3 separate regions of the Mus musculus genome follow, and regions 1 and 3 are each linked to region 2. The links are chromatin contacts, called in public promoter capture Hi-C maps. All regions are on one chromosome and are shown on one strand. The core of a region is the stretch at or near the end of the contact, and the rest is flanking DNA. Distances in the headings are between cores, read along the strand shown. Region 1 overlaps Washc4 (WASH complex subunit 4). Region 2 holds the start of Glt8d2 (glycosyltransferase 8 domain containing 2). Region 3 overlaps Slc41a2 (solute carrier family 41, member 2).

Evidence for each region. Promoter capture Hi-C pulls out the DNA fragments that hold promoters and counts their contacts.
Region 1: a promoter capture Hi-C map of liver shows a contact between it and region 2, with 3 times the contacts expected there. The contact joins the enhancer-like site here to the promoter of Glt8d2 in region 2. A contact is called at or near these places in 9 of 39 promoter capture datasets (the C10 cell line, the HPC-7 cell line, cranial neural crest and 6 more), 5 of 115 datasets of contacts at active chromatin or transcription factors (the NIH/3T3 cell line, bone marrow-derived macrophages, differentiating embryonic stem cells and 2 more) and 1 of 9 other capture datasets (macrophages).
Region 3: a contact with region 2 is called in a promoter capture Hi-C map of hippocampal neurons, with 2.1 times the contacts expected there. The contact joins the enhancer-like site here to the promoter of Glt8d2 in region 2. A contact is called at or near these places in 9 of 39 promoter capture datasets (the C10 cell line, the HPC-7 cell line, cranial neural crest and 5 more) and 2 of 115 datasets of contacts at active chromatin or transcription factors (embryonic forebrain and embryonic stem cells).

What each region holds. Positions count from the first base shown.
Region 1 is chr10:83,566,635-83,571,089 of GRCm38.p6, reverse strand. Washc4 (WASH complex subunit 4) reads right to left here. Exons shown (of 33, transcript NM_001033375.2): 15 at 997-1,122. Among named protein-coding and RNA genes, the nearest start is that of Washc4, 25 kb to the right of the region's middle. Within about 2 kb of position 1,314, at least 1 of the 459 cell types and tissues checked has an H3K27ac peak or open chromatin away from gene starts, as enhancers often do.
Region 2 is chr10:82,688,585-82,692,721 of GRCm38.p6, reverse strand. It overlaps Glt8d2 (glycosyltransferase 8 domain containing 2), which reads left to right and starts at 2,072. Exons shown (of 10, transcript NM_029102.3): 1 at 2,072-2,233.
Region 3 is chr10:83,282,670-83,287,215 of GRCm38.p6, reverse strand. Slc41a2 (solute carrier family 41, member 2) reads left to right here. Exons shown (of 11, transcript NM_177388.3): 7 at 3,347-3,494. Among named protein-coding and RNA genes, the nearest start is that of Slc41a2, 53 kb to the left of the region's middle. Within about 2 kb of position 2,210, at least 18 of the 459 cell types and tissues checked have an H3K27ac peak or open chromatin away from gene starts, as enhancers often do. A contact at or near this core is called in hippocampal neurons, where this site is marked.

The DNA.
Region 1 (4,455 bases), core at 65-2,564, 880 kb before region 2:
ACCAGGCAGCCATGGCAGCAGAAGCTTATCCCCCCAGTGCCTAGAAGACAGATAGGATCCTGGAGCATGGAGCCTCACTGGTCTCAAACAACAAAGTACATAGCTTCAATATCTCAAGTTGACCTCTGGCCTCCACACTCAGGTGCACATACGCCTATACACAAAGACACACACACACACATACACAGAGACACACAAACATGCTGGAAAAGTCAACTGCAGTAAAATTAAGCACCTGCACTTGTCAAAAGTCATTTAAGGGGTTGGGGATTTAGCTCAGTGGTAGAGCGCTTGCCTAGCAAGAGCAAGGCCCTGGGTTTGGTCCTCAGCTCTGGAAAAAAACAAAACAAAACAAAACAAAACACCACAAACAACAACAAAGTCATTTAAAAAGTAAAATAAAGGGCTGGCGAGATGGCTCAGTGGTTAAGAGCACGAATGCTCTTTCAAAGGTCCTGAGTTCAAATCCCAGCAACCACATGGTGGCTCACAACCATCCATAACAAAATCTGATGCCCTCTTCTGGAGTGTCTGAAGACAGCTACAGTGTACTTACATAGAATAAATAAATTTTTTTAAAAAGTAAAATAAAAAGATAAGACATCTACTAAAAGATTATTTTCTATAAACATTCCAAATTCCAAATATATCAAAAATTTTTTACACAATCAATAGAACCATCCCCAGCAAAGCACAAATAGGTTTTCTCAAACAGCGAATGCACTGATTACCCCAGGGAGCCAAGCTAATCTGAGCACGTTACGTGAGCCTGGCGAGCCAGGCTGAGCTGAGACTGTCAGCACGCACCCTTGTATAAAGTAGTGCCTGTATTAGTCAAGCACGATAGCTCTTCAGAGGTTCTTTTCAATTTTAAGTTCACTTTCTCCCAAGTTTGTATTCTGATGCAACCAGAAAGCAAAACCCGCCAAGAGCATTCTACTGTAGCTGAGGTCATGTCCCCAGTCCTGGTGGCAAAGGAAAACAGCACTGACTTACCTTGAGAAGTTCAATGAGCCTGCATAATGCCTTCACTGAAGTTTTGGTCATAGGCTTCTGCATGGACATGTAGAGATTCATTGTGGTCTTAATAATGGTACTAATACTATATGCATATAAGAAACCCTACAAAAGAAAATAAGCATTGGAATTACAGATTTCATTCAGACTTTGCTCTCCATGTATGTTGTCCATAAGCATGCCAATAGCCAGTATTTCTAAGTCTATTATTTATTACTTCTATGTGTATGGGCATTGTACCTACATGGATGTCTGTGCAATGCATGAATGCAGTGCCTGAGGCCAGAAGCAGGTGTTGGATCTTTTAGAACCAGCGTAATAGGCAGTTATGTGCTGCTGGATTAAACACGGGTCCTCTGGAAGAGTACCCAGCGCTCTTAACATCTGAGTCATCTCTCCAAACACTCAATGTCCCTTTTCAAGCCAATTCTTAAAGAGACAGAAATACTATTCCTGACAACACTGTGAGTTTCAAATCAGCCCTTAATAATTTCCTGAACTATCAAATACCAGACATTTACATATTTACTGGCTTTTAAAAAGCTATTCACTTAAAGAAAATGAAAACCCCTTCAGTAAAATGGTGTGTAAATGCCAGGGAAATACCTGATAATTCATCCGCATCCTAACTGCTGAGGAGACAAGATCCCATCTGCGATGCTCAGAGCAGGGAATCACAGACTAAGGAAACTGACAGGTGGGCAAAGCTGCTTCCCTGAACACTGCAGACATGCAAAGGAGCTTCTGAACCTCGAGCTAACAGCACCCTTCCTCTCTGCCTGGACAGCAGCGCTCAGCCTGTGCGTCAGACACTTACATTGTGCTTCCAAAAAGCAGCACAACCAGGCTACGTACTAACAGAACAATTTCACAGCTGGGGTCACCACAATAGGAGGGTACCCAGCTCAGCAGGTGAAGAACCGCTGGCCCAGCCCAATTCCACAGGCCACCTACTATCTGCCTCTTGTCACTTTCCTCTCATCTAACCCAAGAACTAGAACGCATTCTCTCCTCCTCTTCTGTTAGGAAGGAGCACAGAAGTCTTTTGCTACTTAAAAGTATTTTTTAACTCCTCTAAACTCCAATTCCTCTAAACTCCAGGGAGACTAAATAGTAAGTAAGATAATGAATGGGATTATACATTTAAGAGTGTGTGTGTGTGTCCAGGTGTCCATAGAGGCCACTGGCTCTGCTGGAGCTGGAGTTACTGATGGTTGTGAGGGGTAGAAATCTGAACACAGGCCCTCTGAAAAAGTACCAAGCTCTTTTAACTGTTGGGCCATTTTTCCAGCCCCTCACATGTTTTCATTTAAACCTCCAAAGGATTTGAAACGACAAACACATTCATATACATTTTTCTTTAGTTTCTTTTTAAAGTAAAACAAATTTTGGGGGGCTGGAGAGATGGTTCAGCAGTTAAGAGCACCGACTGCTCTTCCAGAGGTCTTGGGTTCAATTCCTGGCAACCACATGGTGGCTCACAAACATCTGTAATGGGATCTGATGCCTTTTTCTGGTGTGTCTGAAGAGAGTGACAGTATACTCATATAAATAAAATAAATATATCTTTAAAAAAATTTTTTTCATACAGTATTTGGATGTTTTCCCCTTCCCTAGTTCTCTGCAGATCCTCTCTGCCTTCCTACCTACTCAAATAAATACAAAACAACAAACAAAAGCCCACAAAAACCATATAAAACAAAAACGGGAGGGTATGGAGGGGGGCAGAAGTACATATACATATAAAAACATGTAATTTGTTTTATGTTGGCCAACAGCTCCTGGACATGGGCCCTGAATGTGGTTGATTTTTTTCCTTTTGCCAGCAGGTATCAATAGCAAATATTTTCTTGGTTAGGGGTGGGATCCTGTATCCACTTTCCCATCTCACTACTGAAACTCCCTCTGGCTAGAAATTGTAATGGTCTTTTGTGTGATGCCACAGTCTCCGAGCTAACTCTCCTATTCTAGACTTCTCTTTATCAATACATAACACTATATTCTATTTTCCCTTCCTGGGGAGACCCTCCTCTTCCCCCTGGTACCTGACCTCTTAGTTATTCAGATGCAAACACATACTCATCTTCTGAGGGTCTGGGTTACCTCACTCAAAATGTTCTTTTCTAGCTCCATCTACAAATTTCATCATTTTATGTTTCTTAACAGCTGAGCGATATTCCACTGTATAAGTGTCCCCATCTTCATTATCCATTCTTCTGCTGAGGAACGTCTATGCTGTGTCCACTTCCTGGCTATTATGAATAGAGGGGCAGTGACCATGGATGAGCAGGAATCTCTGCAGTAAGATATAGAGTCCTTATTCCCAAGAGCAGATAGCTGGATCTTGAGGTTGACTGATTCCTGACTTCCTGAGGAACCACACTGATTGGCTGTACATGTTTGCACTCCTACCAATGAATGAATGCTCTCCTTTCCCTCATCCTCAACAGCCATCTTCTGTTTTATATCTTGGCCATTCTGAATGGGATTAGATGAAATCCCAAAGTAGTTGTAATTTCTATTTCCCCGATGGCGAAGGATGTAGTACTGCTTTGTTCTCAGCTATCTGTGCCTCATCTTTCTTTGCTTAGCTCTGTACTCCATTTAACTGGGTTATTTTCTGGATGGTCAGTATTTTTAGTCTTTATGTATTTTAGATATTAACCTTCTATCAGACTGGCAATCGGTAAAGATGTTTTCCAGTTCTTTAGCTGTCACTCTGCCCCAGTGATAGAGTCCTTTGAGTCCCTGAGCTTCCCAGCTAATGGACTTCCATTTATTCATCACTGGTCTTTGGGCCAATGCTACCAGTGTCCTGTCCAGAAAATCCTTCTTGTGCCAATGAGTTTAAATCTATTCTTACTTTCACTTCTCAGATTTGGGAAACTGCTCTTATGCTGAGGCCCCTGACTCCTCTGTAGTTGAGTTTTGTACAGTATGGGTCTATTGTACAGTACAGAATGGGTCTACTGAATTTTTCTACATGTATCCATCGCTTGACCAGCACCAACACTTGCTGAAGATACCGTCTTTTCTCCAGTGTCTACTTTTGACTTTTTGTTCAAACGAGGTGTCCACAAGTAGGTGTGTGTGTGTGTGATATCTGGGTCTTCAATTTGATTCCACTGATAACGTGTCTGTTTGTAGGCCACAACCATGCCACTTTTATTATTACGGCTCTGTATTACAACTTGGTATCTGGGATGATCATATGTCTGGCAGTTCTTTTATTATTCAGGATTATTTTAACCATCCTAAGCTTTTGTGTTTCCATATGCAGTTGAAGATTGTTTTGTTCAATTTCTACTTAGAACTGTGTTGGTATTTTGATGGGAATTGTATTGAATCTAAAGATTGCCTTTTGTAAAACGGGCATTTTCATACTATTAATCCAAAAGAATAGGTGGTCTTTCCATCTTCTGGTGTCTTCAATTTCTT
Region 2 (4,137 bases), core at 823-3,322:
ATATTATTTGAAAGCACCAGCAATACTTGTTTCCATTTATTGGGGCTTTTCTGAGTATTTTACATCATAATGGAGTTTCTTTGTCTTTTCTTTTTTTCTTTTCTCTTTCTTTTTCTTCTTTTCTTCCTTCCTTTCTTCCTTCCTTCCTTCCTTCCTTCCTTTCTTTCTTTCTTTCTTTCTTTCTTTCTTTCTTTCTTTCCTTCTTTTTTTTTTTTTTTTTGAGATAGGGTTTCTCTGTGTAGCCCTGGCTGTCCTGGAACTCAATCTGTAGGCCAGAATGGCCTCCACCTCAGAAATTCACCTGCCTCTGCCTCCAGAGTGCTGGAGTTAAAGGGTTGTGTCGCCACTGCTCAGGAGAGACATTTTTTTTAAAGCCCTTACTTTAACTGACCAGACCAGATCTTTATGCCCTGGAACCCAGTCACCACCACCTGGCATGCACGATACATTTTCACCCTTGGTTCTGTTAGGCCTCTTCTAGCAGAACTCCTAATAGATGGAGAGACTGAAAACCTGCAATAGTAAATAAATCTAACAACTGAGCTCCAGTGTACCCTTGCACCATTGAGGTGTCACTGATGGCCTGAGTTTCTTTTTCTTCTCGTTTACATCATAAGGAGGAGGAATCCACCATACAAGATGGAAATGCTGGTCATAGATAAGAAACCTCTTGTGTCCTCAAGGCATGGCAGGAATAGGAGAGAAAGGGACTGGGAGTCATACATTAGGGACCAGAGGAAAGGGTTCGAAAATAATGACCAGAGAGATTTCAGTTAATATGAGAAGTAGGTCCTATGAAAACAGTTACTATTTCAGTCTTGAAACTCATGCCAATCATCCACTTATCCAATAGTAGAATAATTCAATGCCAGGCATCCTCTTGAGTAGATGAGAGGTACAGATGAGGTGATCTTGGGAGTGAACTGAACTGAACAGGCATCAGCCTACAGTCCTGTTTGTGGTACTGCCTTGGGACCTGTCTGAGGGACCACTCTACCACATCTGATACCCTCATGAGTGGGCAATGTGACTCCCAGAAGGCATGGTTATCAAATGAAAATCCCAGGCATGTGATAACACCCTATGAGTCAATGGTTATGGGAGGCCAGAGTCTCCCCAAACGATACGAACTATGACAACTGCATTGAGTGCTAAGCGCTAATCTGGACTCTATATCAACTCTTCGTCTCTATGTGAGGCTCAAGGAATATCACAGAAGAGAAGGCTGAAAGAATTTAAAACTTGGAAAATTGTGGCCGTGGTTAAGAGCACTTGCTGCTCTTTCAGAGGACCCAAATTTGGCTGGAATCTGAAATGTGGAGCAAAATTTAGCTTACCTAACACACTGAGAGAACAAAATGAAGCAGAAGGTATGAATCTGTTTTTATCAATGTTCAAAGTTCCATGTGATTGGAAGGAAGTGACTGCTTGTGATGGAGGCAGCCATCGAGGAGTTCCTTATGAAAGTTAGAGAGAAGCCATTGTGGAATATGTTCCATGATCCTGGGCAAAGCTCTGGTACCATTCCTACATTTCTGGGGATCAACTGCAAAACCACAGAACAGCAGTGTTGCCACCAAGTCTGCCCCCTGACTGATGCCTCTCCCCTCCAGAGGGAATACACCCCACCTGGAAGCTTCTGTCTTTATCACAGCCTCAATAAAAGACGATGGTTGTCTGAGACATGATTTGCCATGGTAACATTTCAACACACAGGAGATTTCAAAGATTCTCAGCAAGAACCTGGCTGAAATTAGAAATTTACACTAGACGCACGACGGTATAAATTCACTTTCCAAACATTTGTTCTTCCCTAGGTTTGCAGCTTTTACTCCAGAACAGCCCTGTTTTGCTGAGAGTTTCACACGCAGACTGCAAGAGAAAGCCGAGAGAGGAAGTCTGCCCCAGCCAGCCAACCTGCCCTGCCTTCAGGACGAGCACATCTGGAAGCGTTTCAGGAGCAGCCTCTGCCTGCACAAGGCTTGGGTTCCCAGAGGCTGCAGGAGTGGAAGAAACCCGAGCCATTCAGGCAACGCAAGCGCAAGCGGAGGTGGGTGTGGACGGCTGAGGCACACTCAGGGCTCGCAAGCCATTTGGGATTTCCAATGGGATCTGGGAAGCAGCTGAAGCAACAGGCAGCTTAGTGGTCCCGCGAGGCCAGCCGCAGTTTGAATGCTCAGCTCTGCAGCGGTTCTGGACCAAGTTGCCCAAAGCCTACCCTCACATCCATCAGGTAAATACAGCAATTACAAGCAAGATAATCTTTCCATTTCACCCTTTCTGTCTACACCACTTGTTTATTTTGCTGTGAACTCAGAGAAGTAACTCGGAGGAGGCAGACTGCCCCCTTCACAGCCTCAGCCTCCAGAAGCCCCCTAGTTTGTAATGTAACATCGTAAAGAACCTTTCTATTGCAGCAAACCCAAGACGCTCACTGTATAAGCTTTTCACATCTTGCTATTTTTGCAGAGCAGAGGCTAGCCCTATTCTCCCATCTCTGCCCTAATGGTGATTTGTTTGTTCGTTTGCATTGGATTTTAAGTTGCATTGGGGATCAGGAGTTAGACATGACAGAGATCAGTGTTCGCATTTAATGTGAGTCTGTTTCTGAGCCAAAATGACATAACTGAGTTATGATTCATGTTTTTGGAATCTGTCCTGAGAAACTCTTCAGGGGCCTCCATACCCAATAAGAGAACTGGCAGTTAATTCTGTGGTTTTGTTGTGGTATGGGAGTCACAGTGTTTGATTTAGCATCCAAAGACGCAGGATGTTTGTCCTATGCAGCCTGCTGGCCAATAGGACGCTGGTGGGTTGGTTTTGCCTTTTTTTTTTTTTTTTTCTTCTCGAAATGTTTTGGTATTGCGCTTCTTCGAAATATCCTTTTGGTATTACATAATGGAATTCTAGTTCTCCCTCTGATACAGCCAACAACAGAGCTGTGCCCTACAGTAATGAAAGTGTGGGCTGTGTGCCACCTGGGAAGACTTTCATAAGCCTGATTCTGGTCATATCTCATCCATGTGCCTACATTTTCCTATCTGCAAAATGGAAATAAAGTGATACAATGTAACATGTGACACACAGATACAAAGTAAATGTGGCACATAGGGCCAGCTTCCCTGGCAATGCTGATAATGACAATGAAGGTCACAGAAGTGACACATGCTGAACTGGACAGGTCCCTGCCCCGGACATTCTGATGTTTTTGAGTGTTCCTCATCTCCCAACATGTTTTTTCCCCAGGACCCTGCTTTCTTCATCCTTCCACAATAATACCTAAACCCTCCATCTCTCTCTCTCTCTCTCTCTCTCTCTCTCTCTCTCTCTCTCTCTCTCTTTCTCACACACACACACACACACACACACACACACACACACACACACACATCTCCGCTCTTCATCCTCCTCTCTGAAAGGCATGTTCACTAAGTCACCGTTTTCATTCCTCATTCCCAAGAAACATCGTTCTCTTATTGCTTCCTTGATGTCAGAATATTTCAAAGGATGTTTAAGAGGATGTAGTCCCACTGGAGAAGGAGCTCCAAGCCCCTTCAGACAGAGCAAAAACTAGAAAAACACTTTAAAGGTCCTGAGAAATATCTCAACAAAGAATGCCACTTAAGGACATTTTAGCATGTGGCAGTTCCCAAACTTGAGTCATTTTATCACATACATGAACATGGCTTGGCACATGCTCTGGTACTCGCTGTTCTGACCACACTTGTTTTCATGTTGGCTCCTTTATGAAATCCTATTTGATAGCACTTCTGGTGAGCAGCCACGGGGGTGCTGTGTTCTTCCTCTAAATGCGATGTCTGTGGTTCCAAAAGTTCAAGCGCTTAGGACTTGACCCTTAAGTCAGTTTGGGGAGATGGTATAGAAGCTTTGGGGGTGATGGTGCCCTATGGGAGACGTTCACAGCACGCGAGGTATCTCTTGTTCAGTTACACTGCTCATGACGTTTCTCCCAGTGCATTAAGCATAGTCTCTAATGTTGAAATCATTCAACAGCAGCTTGTGGGCACCTTTGTCTTTATTTCCCTCTTACCTTTGGACAACCAGGTCTTTCCCAGCACCATGGCAGATCTGATTAATCAATAATTATCTCTACTCTTCTAAAGTAAGAGCCTGGTG
Region 3 (4,546 bases), core at 961-3,460, 590 kb before region 2:
TCCACGCAGCCTTGTTGAGACAAAATATATCTGATAACATTCACAGTTTTAAGGGATCTCTGTGGGTCAATATACAGCTTACCACAATATGATGTATTGATGTTTTAATACAAAATATTATTCTAACAGGATTGACTAAATATATTTCATTTAGAAAAGGGACATTACCTTATACTTTAATATGATACAGATGTTGGGTTTAGCTTTTAATTGATCATTTTGTTTTGCTAATTATGTCATTAGTGGTTTTCTAAAAGTAAATCTTTAATTTTATGACATCAATTAAACTCCAGATTGAAACAGAACATGGTTATAGTAAGTCATTTGTAAGTTTTGGTTTCAAGATGAGTTTCCCATTTTTTTAATGCTTGGTGATACCTGTGTACTTTCAGAAAAGCTACAAACAAAAGAGCCGTATAAGCCCACGTCCGCACCCTCAGCCTCACCCAGCACTGACACTGGGTCCTGTGTTTCTCCTTTCCTCTTGTTTTCCTTTTCGATTAAAGCCCCTAAAAGCCAGCATGCAGTCTTCCCTCCTGTGTGAACAGCTCAGTGGAGGTTTCATAAGATCTGTCTTCACCCTGTTCCAGTTCCAGGAAGTCTCCCCACCTCTGGAGAGCCTGGTTTATGGTTCTGCCACACGCTGCTCTTCCCTGGCTCCCGGCAGCTGCTAATCTCTGTCTGTTGGATTTGCTTCGTTTGGACGTTTCATGCAAATGAGATCATAATGTTCAACCTTTGGTGCCTGGCTTCTTCCATTTAGCATGGTGTTTTCAGGCTTTGCCTGTATTTTCAGAGGAGCCAGGATCCAATCTTCATTGCTGTAGAACATCCCAGTATAGAATGCTAACATGTCGGGGTAACAGTCTCTTGGATGGACATACTGCCCTTTCTTCACTAGCCACTCGGTAAACGGTAAAAGCCTCGGTCATTTCCACTTTTGCGCTTCTGCCGGATAACGCTGCAGTGAGCGTTCACGAGCTTTTATGTGACAATGCCTGTTTTCAGCTCTCTTGGGAGACAGCATTTGGGATTCAGCTCTCTTTTATGTGGATACAGCATTTGGGTCATGTGGTAACTTGGTTTAACGTTTGTGGATCCACATGGGTACTCATTATTTTTAATGTTTTCCTCCTTCAGAACAGGGCAGCAGTGAGTGATGGGGGAGTGCCTTTCTCAGCTTCCTAATCCCTCCTGATATTTAGGATGAGGATAAAGTGGTTAAAGCCTGCAGTTGAGCTTCCGTCTGGACCTGACCATGCCGAGGCGCTCTACCCTGGCAGGAGAGTTCCTTTCTTTTGTGCTTAGTGCTTTGGAGGCTTTTAGCTTCTCCTTGGTGCCATGGAGATTGTTGGCAGCTGTAGGTGTTTTGTGAGTTAGGAATGTTTCCAATGGGTTTACAATAAATTCATGGTTTTTCATCTTTAAAAAAAGCAATAGAGGGGACTAGTGAGATGACTTAGCAGGTAAGGCCCTGCTGCCAAGCCTGTGAGGTGGCTCAGCAGGTAAGGCTGTGTGTGTGTGTGTGTGTGTGTGTGTGTGTGTGTGTGTGTGTGTGTGTATGTGTGTGTGTGTGTCTGTCTGTCTGTCTGTATCTGTGTATCTGTGGGCAGGAGTGTGCATGTGTAGCTGTCTATGTGTCTGTGGGCAGGAGTGTGAGTGTGTGTGTGCTTGCTCGTGCAGCAGTGCTCATGTAGAAGTCAGCGGATAGCTTTCAGGAGTCCATTTTCTCTCACCAGGTTGGTTCAAGGGATCAGATCCTGGTGTCAGGCTTGCCCAGTGTTCTTTACTCTGAGCCTTCTCTCTAGTCTCCTATCTTACATTTTCTTCTGTGTTGTCCTTTTGTAGCCTAGGCCAAACTTGATCTTGGGATTGTGTGTGCACCACTTGATAGACTGTAAAAATTACTTTAGGAACTTAAAAAAATTGTGAGAAAAGGGAGCCAAAGTAAAATATCTCCGAGACTTTCTTGTCATCAGATATTCCAAGCTTCAGTTTTGGTTGGCTGCTCGGGCACCGTGGGCACAGAGCTGTGTCATGTCCAGTTGGCTGCCTGGCACCATGGGCACAGAGCTTTGTCATGTCTGGTTGGCTGCCGGGCACTGTGGGCCCAGAGCTGTGTCATGTCCAGTTCTGTTTCCATACCTAGCACTGCACTTAATTCCTGTGGGCTGTTGTGGCTTAGCTTGAGCTTTGTGAGACCTGGTTCAAGGTTATGCTGGGGAAGTCTAGACTGGGCCTTGTCCCAAGGCCAGTATATCCCTCCCACACTGTCTCAGTGTTGGACAGACCTTTCTCAGGTCTCTGCTGACTGCTCTCAAGAGTTCAAAGGGGCCTCTCCTCTGCATGCTGGGTTTTTAAAAACGATTCTGGCATCTGCAGACTCTGGAGGGTTGTTAGGCTTTCCCTCTTTGTGAACTCACCCTGTGCACAGGACCTGGCCAATCGCTTCCCACGCTCATCTGCCGGATTCCTCTCCTGCTCTGTGCGTGAATTAGTGTTACCTCAGCCTCACTCTCTGAGTCTTTAGTAAGAAGCAGGGGCAACTTGAGGGTTCATTTCTCCCCTGGTCTCTGTTCTTGCAGTGTCTTTTTTCTGGTGTTAGAAGATAATTTACACACACACACACACACACACACACACACACACACACACACACACACAGAGTCATTTCTGACTGTTTAGAAATAGTGTAAATACAGCCAGGCAGACATGGCACATCTTTAATCCCAGCACTTGGGAGGCGGAGGCAGGTGGATCTCTCTGAGTTCCAGGACAGCCAGAGCTACACAGAGAAACCCTGTCTCAAAAACAAACAAACAAAGAAAAGAAACAGCATCACGATATTTTTCTGTGAACTGCCGTGCAGCCAAGCCTGCTGTCAGAAGGTGGAAACAGGTTGGGTGAATGACCCAGACACATGCACAGAGAAGCACTGTGGCCACTCTCCTGCTGCTTGTCATCCGTTCTGGTGGCCTTTGTTTACTCTTGTGTAGGATGCATTGTCATCCCATATTTGTGGAATTAATGTGTTTTTCTTTCAGTTACATTAGTTGATATTTTAAAAGAGCATCTTACTGTGTAGCACAGGCTGGCCTGGAGTATTCTGTAGCACAGGCTGGCCTTAAACTTGTGGTTCCCCAGCTCCAGCCTCTGAGGGCTGGGTTAGGGGGGTGGGCCACTGTACCTTGCATTGAGTTTTATCTATAGATCTACATTTTAAGTATGTAGAAAATATAAGACAGTTAGTATGTTTGATAATAAATCTGGTAAAGTGTTTCTTTTGATCGTTTAGGTTTGCTGTTGGAAAGAAGAGGGGTTAAATGTTTCTCTTTCTTTCTTCTAGAGACATATTATTACATTTCCCCATTAGTGTGTGCCTTTTTCTTGGCTCTGACTCCTATCTGGATTATAATAGCTGCCAAGCACCCAGCTACCAGGACAGTGCTCCACTCAGGCTGGGAGCCTGTCATAACAGCCATGGTTATAAGCAGGTGAGTGTTGGGGTGGGAGAGGGAGGGAAGGAGGGAAAGGGGACAGAGGGGAGAGCGATCGTGGTCTGTGTAGGTATGTACATACTAAAAAAATTTCTTGGACTGGAAATGAGGCATCCGTTAGATGAAGCCTAACACAGTTGCAGTATGGAATATTAGCCTCCCAGAAAGACACTGTTAGGCATCTGTTTCTATGGAAAGATGTTCAGTCCACACTTAATGAAAACTGTAGTCTGGGGAACTAAGGCTTGTCCTGTTAAGTGTGGTAAGCTAAGAGTCTTAGGCAGGGTCTGGATTTGGGTAATACACAGGTCAGAATCCAGCTTGGAAGAAGAGCTAGAGGATGACAGCTGTGCCTCTGTTCTCAAGACCAGCCACACAGTGTAGTGGACAGAGAGCAGAAAAAAACTCTTAAGAATTAAGAGAAAAAAAAACCCAACTGTATGGAAATGATGGATAATTGCTTCATAGGTTTGCTGTATCAAGATGGGCTCGCCATGATTGACAGGATACAGAGAGAAGGGACTTGTGGAAGCTGTGAGGAGCATCCTCTTCTGCCATGAGAGGAAGTCACCAAGGAGAGGTCTAACACTGACACTAAGAGACAGCATTTAAGCATGCTACTTAGAAACATAGAAGCTACAGTGGAAACACATCCTTAGTGCACAGAAGGTCTGGGGATGGGGCAGGAACTACTGTGATGATGTCAGAGCTTTGGCTCTGCTGTTTTGACTGTCAAGTCTATCCTGTGACAGCATCTGGCTCATCTTGCTTGCAAGTAGATGGCATTTCTTAGGACATTTGGCCAACAGGGTCCCGTGGCACTGTCTTATAGTGTGTAAGCCACAGACTGAAGGTAACCAGCTAATACAACCTTCAGGATCGTAACCAAGCCTCCAAGTTCTACTGACATACTGAAAGTGAATGACTTGCTGCTGTGTTCTATTAAAGCAACCGTCTTGCTTGCCAGACTTCTCAAGCTCAGCTCTCTGTGGTAATACGGTTATAATCTATCTAGTTTTAGCACAATAGAAATCACCCTTTAATGCCTA